Regions from separate parts of the Mus musculus genome. Here all the other regions are linked to region 3. The links are chromatin contacts, called in public HiChIP or PLAC-seq maps. All regions are on one chromosome and are shown on one strand. The core of a region is the stretch at or near the end of the contact, and the rest is flanking DNA. Distances in the headings are between cores, read along the strand shown. Region 1 overlaps Peak1 (pseudopodium-enriched atypical kinase 1). Region 2 overlaps Peak1 (pseudopodium-enriched atypical kinase 1). Region 3 has its middle 74 kb from the start of Gm31529. Region 4 overlaps Peak1 (pseudopodium-enriched atypical kinase 1).

Region 1 (2,700 bases), core at 120-2,619, 140 kb before region 3:
AATGTTTAGATAATATAGAAAAGGTTTCCCTGTTTAACATCTTTCCTAAATTATGAAGTAAACTGAAATATTTCTTTTAGACGAGCTTGCCTCCAACTCAGGTTTCTCTTGCTTCAGCCCCCAGAGTGTTAGAACTACAGGACAAGCCATCTGCCTCAAATTTGGACATATTAAGAACACTATCCACCCATTTTCCTGATAGAATAGTGGTTTTCAACCTTCCTAATGCTGCAAGCATTTAATGCATTTCCTCATCTTGTAGTGACATCCATCCATAAAATTATTTCCTTGGTACTTTATAGTTGTAATTTTGATACAGTTATTAATCACAATGTAAGTATCTGATATGTAGGATATCTGATAAGTGACCCCTGTGAAAAGATCATTTGAACACACACACACACACACACACATATACACAAAGGGGTTGTGACCCACAGGTTGAGAACCACTGTGCTAGAGCAAGCCTACTTGGCTTATAAGTATATATAATAAGGAGCTCTATGCCTTAAAAACAAACTATACCTATTACAAACATTAGCTTGGGGATTAATTAGAACAAGGTACAATGACATATATGTATGAATCACCAGGGTACAACCTATTATATTGTTATGCTGATTTTAAAACTTAATAAAAATTTAAAAACAAAGAACTAGCTCATCTTACTTGAAAGACATTTTTTTACAGCACTAAGGGATTCTCAAATATACACTCTATGTTATATAACATTAACAAGACATTTTAATGGTGTTGTAATGTTAAAATTTCTAAGTTATGCTATCAAATGCATACATTTTTCTATAATACCATTTTTTTAGACACTAACCATTACTGAGAACAAGCGGGGGGTGGGGGGCAGGAATGGAGATCAAAGCTTGCTTTAGCTAAGGTACAATAGGTCTTCACCTAAGCTATATATTTATAAAAATGAAAAATGACTGGCATCATACCTCTAGCATGTGGGTAGCTCGGTAATCTCCCTCACGTTTCCCTCATAGGAAAATGAGGCACCACCCCCCACCACACTACACTCCTTGCAATTATTAAATGAAACAAAACAGGTGAAAATTAATGGAACCTTGGCTTACCATCTGACAACCATGTGCAACAGCAAGTGATGGTAAGCAGAAGATAAAAGGAAATATAATCCTACGTTCTAAGTTATAAGAACTGAACACAATGTTAATGGGGCTAGGCCAGCCACGAGATAAAAGGCTGGCAGAGAAGGAGCCAAGAGTTTGCTTCAGCTCTGAGTCTGGAGTCACGGTTATACAGCACTTTATCATGTACACACAAACTGGTCTTCACAATAAGACTGACTCAGGAGGACAGGAAGTCACCAATGTCAGCTTGCCGGACTGGAATCATGACTAAAACCTATGACACATCCTCCTACCTCCTGAACCAGTGACTGAAAGCCTTTCTTACACATAACTGAGTAGACAAAGAAATGTGCTTCAGCAAGCAGTTGTTTATTCAATCAATAATCGAGTCACATTCCAGGATACAGTCCCATGCTGTGTTTAGCAGAATCAATCAGCTTCTTGATACAAAAATGTTCATTATAAGTAAGAATAAATTACCAAGCTAAGTGGTGATGGCACATGCCTTTAATCCCAGTACTCTGGAAGCAGAGGCAAGCAGATCTAGTCTACAGAGTGAGTTTCAGACAGCCCAGGCAATACAGAAAACCCTATCTTGAAAAAAAGAATCACATCCCCCCCACACAAAAAAAAGAATAATTTTCCTAAGACAAGTATTTTAAGAACATTTCCCAAACCAAAACTTTAATTAATAATAGCTTAGGACAAGGCAGACAATCATTTTTATTGTGTTTATTCACAGACTTCAATCTTATAGCTGGGTACTGAGTTTCTGGGTATTTTATCATAATCAAAGAGTTTACCGTTTCCAGCATTAATGGCTCTACTATTCATATACTTTGTTCCTTAATCAACTCTTTAAATTGCCCTTCCATTACTTCATACTCAGAGTTTAAGCTAATCCTTCTGTAAATAGGTCAATCAGTTCCTGTATTTAGTCAAGATGATTTACATTCACACAACAATTATTTTATAAAAATGGCATTATTAGGCAGCTGGGAAATTGATTAAAAGAAAATCTGGAGGCCAGCCAATTGAGTAGTAGAGCACTTTAGTCACATTTTATCAGATGTGTCTAAATGTCACTAAGAAAACAGACGTCTGCTTGGTATTTGTGTGCAAAGTTATACAGGGAGAAGAGTACCTCCCTGCAAAAGCAAGGCTTGGTAGGAAGAAAAGGTGAGCAGAGGTCACAAGAGATGTCCCACAGGTGATGTGAGAGATTTGAATGTAATCTCCAAGAAAAGATGACAGACTGAAAGGTTCTGGGTACAAGTATGAAAACCACGCCAACTTATGGAAGTCTTTCTGGACATACAACAAAAAGATAGATAGACTAAAAAGACTAAGAGCTTAGAACAATGAAACCTGGCAGACCTACTGAAAGATTCTCAGCCCACTACTTCCTTTGGATGACAGAAGTAGGACTTGGACTTCGATGGCCACATCTCTTCCTAAGTAGTGAGCAGTACTGAGCACCCAAAGGAAGTGCTACTGAGTCTGACTCCTAGAGATTACTCTCCACCCATAATGCCCTAGGTCCACTTACAAGACAGTATATGACCCACTAGGACTAAAGGGGAGATGAATGGCA
Region 2 (2,700 bases), core at 148-2,647, 210 kb before region 3:
AAAACACATGAAACTCAAGACGGAAGACCAAAGTGTGGATACTTCGTTCCTTCTTAGAATGGGGAACAAAATACCCATGGAAGGAATTTCAGAGACAAAGTTCAGAGCTGAGACTGAAGGAAGGACCATCCTGAGACTGCTCCACCTGGAGATCCATACCATAAACAACCACCAAACCCAAGCACTATTGCATATACCAGCAAGATTTTGCTTACAGGACCCTGATATAGCTGTCTCTTGTGAGGCTATGCCAGTGCCTGGCAAATACAGAAGTGGATGCTCACAGTCATCTACTGGATAGAACACAGGGTCCCCAATGAAGGAGTTAGAGAAAGTATCTAAGGAGCTAAAGGGGTCGGCAACCCTATAGGAGGAACCCACAGAGATTGTGTCTCTAGTTGCATATGTAGTAGAGGATGGCCTAGTCAGCCATCAATGGGAGGAGAGGCCCTTGATCTTGTGAAGATGTCCCAGTATAGGGAAATGCCTGGGACAGGAAGCAGGAGTGGGTGGGTTGGGGATCAGGTTGGGCAGAGGATATAGGGGACTTTTGGAGAGGAAACTAGGAAAGGGGATAGCATTTGAAATGTAAATGAAGAAAATATCTAATTAAAAAAACGTGTTGGGAGATCACAATTCCTTATATTTAATATGTCTTTCTTTCTTTCTTTCTTTCTTTCTTTCTTTCTTTCTTTCTTTCTTTCTTTCTTTCTTTCTTTCTTTCTTTCTTTCATGTATGAGTGCTCTATATGCCTGTTATACCTGCAGTCTAGACAGAAGAGGGCATTAGATCATATTACAGACGGTTGTGAGGCACCATGTCATTCCTGGGACTTGAACTCATGACCTATGAAAGAGCAGCCAGTGCTCTTAACCGCTAAGCCATCTCTCCAGTCCTAGCAGTACATCTTCATTCATTAAAGAACTGGAATGAATTAGAAACTTATCAAGTACTGTGGATTTCTATCCAATGTATTTGAGCAAGAGAAGTAAGACATGAGAGCGGGGAAAATGACTCTGTGGATAAATAAAATCCCTGCTATGTAAGCACGCGGACCTGAGCTCGGGTCTCAGCATCCATGTAAAACACCCATAATCTCAGTACAGGTGGGGATGGTGGGCACAGACACAAACACCCCAGGCGCTTACGGGCCAGCCAATTGGTGAGCTCTGGGTTCAGTGAGGGATGCTGTCTTAAACAAAAACTAAGGTGGACAGTGATACAGGAAGGAACTTCATGAATGTGGAACCCCTCCCCCATTGCAAGAAAACCACAACAAAAATAAGACTTGTATACATCAAGCTTTGGGGGGAATCAGGGTAAAACAAGAGCTCTACTCTGAAAGAAGTTAGACTAGAGGGGACCAGAAGTATACACATGACAAAGCAGAGGAAATGATGGTGTTTTTACAACAGAGTTCAGAGAAATGAAACTTTGCTCTCAGCAGAAAGAATAAAGGTGGGTTTTATAAATACCATGAATCCCAGCAACCTTTAGGCCACCCACACTCTTCTATATTTTTTAAAGATTAAGCTCTGATGTTTAGAATTAATGACCCACTTTGAGTTATTTTTTGCTTATTGTGAAGGAAAAGAAAAGGTTGTGTCTCCCTCCCTGTTCACACAGCCAACTGTCCCAGCACCATTCACTGACCACCCCTTCTTCAGGGGCTGGGCCTGCTGTGCTCCTTTAGGAAAGGGGTGACTGGCCACACAGGGCTGCTCCTCATTCCAGAGGCTCAATTTCTTCTCTTCTTTTCCTTCCACCACACAACACTGCCAGGGTCACAGTGGCCTTCTAGTGTTAAAACAGGATTGCACAGGTCCTCTGGTTTTGTTTGCAGTGTTGCTCTGGCTTTTCTAAGTCAGAAAACTTAGCCCATGGTAGATTATATTCTGATTTTTTTTTTAGCCCATGGTAGATTATATTCTGATAAGCACACCATGTGCATATAAAAGAATGTGCATTGTGTTGTGACTTGATGTCATGTTGAATGAGCATCAGCTAAAGCTAGTTGCTGAAATACTATTCCGGTAATTCTTGTATTTGTTTGGTTGGTGAAGTGGTGCTAAAATCAAGTATGAGTCTATTTTGCTCTTTAGTTTTGTCAGGTCTTGCTACATGCTTTTTGAAGCAGCGACTATGTTAATGAGCACACACATACATACATGCTGCTTTAGGCTCCAGTTGAATTCCAATTTAGTTTTTTGGGCTTAAATTATTTGGCTGTTCTTTTACTATTTTTAAATTATGTATGTGTGTCTGTGTGCATATGAAACAAAATGCAGGTATGGTAGAAGCCAGAGGCACTGGATCCCCCTGGAGCTGCAGTATAGGTGGCTGTGAGCCACCTCACATAGGTGCTGGGGACTGAACCAAAGGGGTGTGCACCTTTACTGCTGAGCACACTCTCCAGGGTTTCTTATCTATTGTATTTTGTGTTCTTTATATAAATTGTCCGTAGGATTACAGAATATATCTTTAAGCGTTCTAAGTCCATTGTACTTAATAATAGATTACTTCCCATAAAGTATAGGTGTGCAATTACACAGGGCCATATGATTCCCCTAGAACATAAATTTCACAATAAGATACAATTTTGTGGTTTAAAATTATATAGACCATCAAGAAATTAAAAAAGAAAGGTTTTAAAAAGAGGTTCTTGCCTTTCACCCAGATATCTAGTATTTTTTATGTTC
Region 3 (2,724 bases), core at 37-2,536:
TGCAGGGAGCAAGTAGCTGACTCCAGAGGAGGAAAAGTTGGAAGAAAAAAAAAAAGTCAATGTGAAGGAATAAAGACATTTATTTGATGGAGGTAGGGATGCTTCGGCCTCTTTCCCAGCCCCTGCCTCACCTGAAAGTAACTGCCTGGTCCAAAAAAAAAAAAAAAAAAAAAAATCCACCTACATAGGGGCAACACTCCCTTCTGGTCCTTGTCAGCTTCCGAGTGTCCCTCTGTCCTGTGTCAGCACCTAGTAGTCTGAGTTCAGCAGGAAAGGCCGGATGCAGGCCTGGCCCTGGCCCTTCTCTCCTAGCTTGACAGGAGGAGGCCTTGACCTGCCTACAGGATGCGGGTTCACATCCTGCACCTCATCATGGAATCCGGCTTCGCCTGCTGCTCTGGTTTCTTCTTACAATCCCAAGAGACAGGAGCCCTGCAGGGCAGGGAAAGGACCCAAGGCCAGACTTCCAAGCAGAACGCTTTTGGGATGCCTGAGCCTCAGCCTGTCTGTCTTTCAGGGGTGGGGAGGGAAGGGCCCCCCACTCTTTCCCAATGTCCCAGTCTTAAACTCGTGCAGTCCAAAACAAGCCAGTTCATTGTGTTCTTGGATATAAATATTGATTCTGGTTGATGTTAACATTCTGTTCATAAAAGAATGTAACATATTTCTCTCACACCATATTAGACTGATGTGTTGTTTGGCCAAGAGAAGTAGAGATTTCTGGCTTCTGCAGAAAATGTGGACATTTAAATGCATGCAGCTTTCAGAAGTCTGGAGAGCAGACTCAGAATAGCAACGAGGGCTTTTGGCTGGCTTCAGCCCTGTCCTCCTCCATCCTTGGCTTGTCACTTTGGCGTTCCTAATCTCTTGTAATTAGGAAGCTGCTTGGCTGTCCACATCTGCTTTCATCAGGAAGGCCTATAAGGTCAGCGCTGAACATTTTTAATTTTCTTCCCTTGAGAAAAAGATCTGGGAGGTCTCCCATTTTTCTTCCCCTCTCCACGTGGGAGGGGAGGGTAAAGGCTTCAGACCAGAGGGTGGTCCATCCAAGCATTCCAACCTGGGCCAGACAAGCCCAAGAATAGGATGTGCTGGCCGCCTTGGCAAGGCAAATTCCCCACATTCCACAAGCGCTCTTCACGGGAAATCTAACTCATGAGAAAGTGGAATTCATGATGTGTATGCGTGTGCATTCGGGTGCCAGCACGTCTCACACAGACAGATCCCCGGCTCTCTGGTATTTCGTAAGAGTGGTAGAGCCCATTTCCAGATGTGGGAAGCCAGACTGGGTCGCTGTGCTGTCAGAGGAAGCAGCGCCCTCTGCTGTCCAGATCAGACAGCACCGCGGTGGAGGGAAAGGACCCGAGGGGTCTGGAAAGCAAGTTCCTGGTTAAAACCTTGGCTCACCGTGGCATGCTGGAGGCCTTGCACCTCCTTTTTCTTCCCACTGCGAGCCTGCAAGAGGCTGGCTGCCCTCGGACTAGCTGGTTCTTTTGATGTTCTGTAGCTGCGAGCCAGCCAAAAATGAGGATTTGCTATAAAACTCCAGCCTCCCGCAGCATCTGCTGAGCTAGTTCCGAGGTGAGAGGCAGTGGCGCTGACTTCTGCATGAGAACCTAGCCAGCAATCCCAAGCCAGGCGAGACAATAGGGGCAGCGTGCCCACGAGGAGGCCTCTGGCCGAGAGGCAGCCCTGTGGCCTCATTGTGCCCTTGGAAGGCGCTGGCAGAGGCCTGGCTGCCTCCGAGGCTTCCAGCAGAGTGGAAGCTGCCATGGCTCAGCTCAGGCATACTGGCATCTCCACCTCCAGGAGCTGGCAACACAGACAGAGGGAGGCCCCGCCCTCTGCCCTGTTTCCTGCCAAGAAGAAGGCTCTGCAGCACTGCCAGAGTCGATTCGCCGGGTTGAGGGAGGGGAAACGACAGAGAGCGAGAGAAGGAGAGAAGGGGAGAAGGAGAGAGGAAAGAGGTAGAAAATGGGAGAAAAGGAAGGGCGTAGGGAGGAAGAGAGGGAGGAGGGAGAGAGAAGGAGGGAGATAAAGAGGAAGAAGAGAGGGAGAGGAGGAGAAAGGAAGGGAAACGGTGAAGGAAAAGAAATGAGGAAGAAAGAGGGGAGGGAGAGAAGTGTGTGTGTGTGTGTGTGTGTGTGTGTGCGCGCGCGCGCGCGCGCGCGCGCTGCCCAAGCTCCCAAGCCAGGTGCAGAAAGCTACTGAAGCAAACTTATTGGACAACCTTTCAGTTTTGCAAGAGAAAAATAGAAGGCATAAGACAATCAGTTTCTGTTTTGAGGGGAAGATTTTTATTTGTTTATTTTTGGCAAACTGAGCTCCTCTCTGCTGGGAGGACTGAAAACCCAAACCACCAAACAGCCCCTAACAACAATGCCCTTCTCTCTCTCTCTGGGACCAATTTCCAGACAGCACAGCGGTCCTGACAAGGTCAACAAGCCGAAGCTGGGAGCGCAAGATCTTTATCTACGTGGGAAATAAGAAAATCATTTGACTGATAAAAGGAAATACAATAAATAGCATCTAAATTCCTGGCTGCATTCCCCCGAGCCCCTCCTCTGCAAGAGAAAGTGCCAGGGCAGGAATACAACTGCCACTACAGCAGGTTTAAAAATAGCACACTGCACACAGCCCTTCCTACCTTCCAGAAAGACTTCATTACCGGGTCCTCAGCCCTGAGCCTGCAGAGCCGCTGCCGGGGCTTTCTTACCCCTGCTC
Region 4 (2,700 bases), core at 59-2,558, 160 kb before region 3:
CAGCATTTACCTTGATCAGCAAAGCTGGTGCTCTCAAAGGAAGAGAGGAGCACTACTAATGGGCAGACGCCCCTAGAACAAGCTATTAAGGTAAGGAAATTCTGGGGGTATAATATTTAAGGATCATTTTACTACCAAGAAAAAAATGGTTTCCTTTTTTTCCCCCAGATATAAATAATTGAGTAGCTTTAGATATATTAATAAATTGTGAAATAACAACTAGCATTTCTATGTGTCCCATACTCAAATTCTCTACCAACAACTTATATTAGTATACCTTGGACACAATTAATGGAACAACATAAATATATTATTACTGAAGTCCACCTTTCCCTTAAAGTTCCTCAGGTTTCCCCTGACACCCTTTTTTCCTGTTGAGAATCTTAGCCAGAGGTGCCGATATATTTAGTAAGTACATCTTTAACTCCTTAGGTTACTCTGCTTGTGACAGTTTCTCAGATCTTTTTCCTGTGTCTGTGGATATGTCTATGTGTATGTAGGTGTATTCATGTAGGTATAGCTGTGGAGATAGCTGTATGTTGTACACATGTATGTATGTATATATGTGTACACACATAAGGAAAGGTCATCACTGGCTGCTTTTCTTGGAGGCAAGGTCTCTTACTGAAATCTGAGGCTTGTAAATTAAGCCCATCTCTGTATCCCGAGAACCAGGATCACAAGTGCATGCCATAACCCCCGGATGTTTGCATGGGTGCTGGGGGGGTCAAATTCAGTCCTCATACTTACACAGCAAGTACTTTACCAACTAAGCTCTCTCTCCAGTTCCCTTTCTTTAATTTCATGACTATAATAGTTCCTTGTGGCTACTGAAAGAAATTACTAAACATTTAATATCTTTGAAAAATAGAAATTTATCCTTAGACAATAAAAGTGGATTCCTCTCCTACAAAATATTGTCTATAATCTCTCAGAAGTCTCACAGGATTGATTCTTCTAACAGTAGCTAGAAGCAGGACCAGACCTTGGCATGACCAGAAAGAAATTCCTGACAAGGACAAAGAGATTGTTGCCAGAGTTTTATGGAAATTAGTTTGAATATGGAAAAGGGAGAATAGAGAAAGGTCAGGCTGCAGGGAGAAGGCTTTTAGAACAAGACAGGGACTCATAAATAATCTAACCTAACCACCTCATCGTATATAGACTAATTGTTATTTGTAATGTAACAACGGAGTTTATTTTTCAAATTAAAGCTGCTCTGAACTTGCCTTTTCTGAGCAGTAAGTGATGGACACTGTGCCAAGCTGGTACTGCAGATGCACTCCTTAAAGATGCATCTCATTCAGTATCGGTGCACGTGGCTTACAGGCAGGCTCACATAGGTCAGTGGATATGGACTATAGTTTCACTCCAGTGTCTCAATGCAGCAGGAGACAATCAATGTCATGAGACTTAGTGTATGGGCCCTTCTGAAGGTTCAGCCTTAGAAGTAGAACTGGTAAGTTCCTGGATGGTGAACTTCGCCAGGCCAGTGAATGGATGGTGCCAGATCACCTCTGGAAGGGAATTATTTCTTCCACAGTGACAAGAAGATGGGGAGGGGCAGATAGAAGTAGTCATTTCAGTCACTGGGTTCAAGGATGGATGAGCTTCAGGCCACACCACTGTTGCTGTAGAGAAGTAAAAAAAAGTCCTATGCAGCCTTTAATGACCGGCAAGTGACACCCAGGCTGAGGGTCACATGACCTCTTCCTTCAGAACTTTGGATCTCACTGCTTAACTTCCTCCTACAGAGGAAAGGGCTTTCCAGTGAGGATAACTCCAGCTTGGGACTTGTCTAATAAGAATCAGCCGCACACAGAAACACCTTCTATATTCCTCCTACCAACCCTGAACTGCTGGGAGATTTCTGCTTATTCTGCTCCCTGCTACCTCCAACAGCACCATGTCAGCACCCACTCCTCTTTCTCAGGGAACTGACCCCATCAGGAACCCTCACTGTTGCATCTTTGGTGATGCCAAGCTTTGGTCCTATGACCTGCCTGAGTCCTGATGCCCCAGGGTGAGTATTTTTAAATGAGTCTTGGAGGAGGCCCCTTGCCTACACACCAGGACATTTCCGTCTCTCTCAGGAGATTTGGCAGTGTTGTCACAGTGTCCTGTGTCTGAAGAAGGAGGCTATCCTTGATTTCACTGAAGCACACACTGTAAAGAAGTGGGTGGTACCTAACTGCCCAAATGAACCCACCAGGAACCCCCCAATCCTGGTCTGTGCCAAGAACCCAACTGCAAGCTCTACTGCAGGCCCTACAGGAACTGAGCTCAGGAAAGCTGCTCTCCTGCCACAGGACTGAATCTTCTTTCCCTTGAGGCTTAACTACCCACTGTGAATGGTGCTGAGCTAGTGTCTTGGACCCAGGCTGGACAGGAAGAGCCAAGTATCTGCCATCTCTCTCCATGAAGGAAATTGCTAGAAAGAAACCTGGACTTAAGCACTGTTAGACCCCTCTCCACAGATGTCCCTTATCCTCACCTCTTTTGTACCCTACCTTCTTTTCCCCGGAGGCTATTTCTAGGCCTGTGTCTCCCTACTAGTTACATGCTGACCAAGCCCTGGTCTGCCAGAGAACACAAAGCAGAGTGAGGATGGGGTACGGGAGTTGCAGTCCACAGGCGTCTGGGAACTGAAGGTCAAAGCATTTGCACCCTGGATGCACAGTACTCTCAGGCTGAACAATG

Evidence for each region. HiChIP or PLAC-seq counts read pairs in DNA pulled down with a chosen protein or histone mark.
Region 1: a contact with region 3 is called in a FOXA1 HiChIP or PLAC-seq map of pancreatic cancer cells. The contact joins two enhancer-like sites. A contact is called at or near these places in 1 of 15 datasets of contacts at CTCF or cohesin (the NIH/3T3 cell line), 7 of 484 Hi-C or Micro-C datasets (the N1E-115 cell line, bone marrow-derived macrophages, cerebral cortex and 3 more) and 6 of 115 datasets of contacts at active chromatin or transcription factors (CD8 T cells, bone marrow-derived macrophages, fibro-adipogenic progenitors and 2 more).
Region 2: a BATF HiChIP or PLAC-seq map of CD8 T cells shows a contact between it and region 3, with 6 read pairs. The contact joins two enhancer-like sites. A contact is called at or near these places in 1 of 15 datasets of contacts at CTCF or cohesin (the NIH/3T3 cell line), 1 of 484 Hi-C or Micro-C datasets (bone marrow-derived macrophages) and 4 of 115 datasets of contacts at active chromatin or transcription factors (CD8 T cells, bone marrow-derived macrophages, embryonic forebrain and 1 more).
Region 4: an H3K4me3 HiChIP or PLAC-seq map of bone marrow-derived macrophages shows a contact between it and region 3, with 3 times the contacts expected there. The contact joins two enhancer-like sites. A contact is called at or near these places in 4 of 484 Hi-C or Micro-C datasets (Sertoli cells, bone marrow-derived macrophages and nephron progenitors) and 8 of 115 datasets of contacts at active chromatin or transcription factors (CD8 T cells, bone marrow-derived macrophages, embryonic fibroblasts and 4 more).

What each region holds. Positions count from the first base shown.
Region 1 is chr9:56,369,557-56,372,256 of GRCm38.p6, forward strand. The region is part of intron 2 of Peak1 (pseudopodium-enriched atypical kinase 1); the gene reads right to left. Among named protein-coding and RNA genes, the nearest start is that of Peak1, 47 kb to the right of the region's middle. Within about 2 kb of position 1,370, at least 66 of the 459 cell types and tissues checked have an H3K27ac peak or open chromatin away from gene starts, as enhancers often do. A contact at or near this core is called in CD8 T cells, the N1E-115 cell line, the NIH/3T3 cell line and 5 more, where this site is marked.
Region 2 is chr9:56,290,989-56,293,688 of GRCm38.p6, forward strand. The region is part of intron 3 of Peak1 (pseudopodium-enriched atypical kinase 1); the gene reads right to left. The region is part of intron 5 of Peak1os (a long non-coding RNA gene); the gene reads left to right. Among named protein-coding and RNA genes, the nearest start is that of Peak1os, 51 kb to the left of the region's middle. Within about 2 kb of position 1,398, at least 5 of the 459 cell types and tissues checked have an H3K27ac peak or open chromatin away from gene starts, as enhancers often do. A contact at or near this core is called in CD8 T cells, where this site is marked.
Region 3 is chr9:56,504,840-56,507,563 of GRCm38.p6, forward strand. No RefSeq gene overlaps it. Among named protein-coding and RNA genes, the nearest start is that of Gm31529, 74 kb to the right of the region's middle. Within about 2 kb of position 1,287, at least 268 of the 459 cell types and tissues checked have an H3K27ac peak or open chromatin away from gene starts, as enhancers often do. A contact at or near this core is called in CD8 T cells, the N1E-115 cell line, the NIH/3T3 cell line and 5 more, where this site is marked.
Region 4 is chr9:56,343,768-56,346,467 of GRCm38.p6, forward strand. All of the region lies in intron 2 of Peak1 (pseudopodium-enriched atypical kinase 1), which reads right to left. Among named protein-coding and RNA genes, the nearest start is that of Peak1, 73 kb to the right of the region's middle. Within about 2 kb of position 1,309, at least 21 of the 459 cell types and tissues checked have an H3K27ac peak or open chromatin away from gene starts, as enhancers often do. A contact at or near this core is called in bone marrow-derived macrophages, where this site is marked.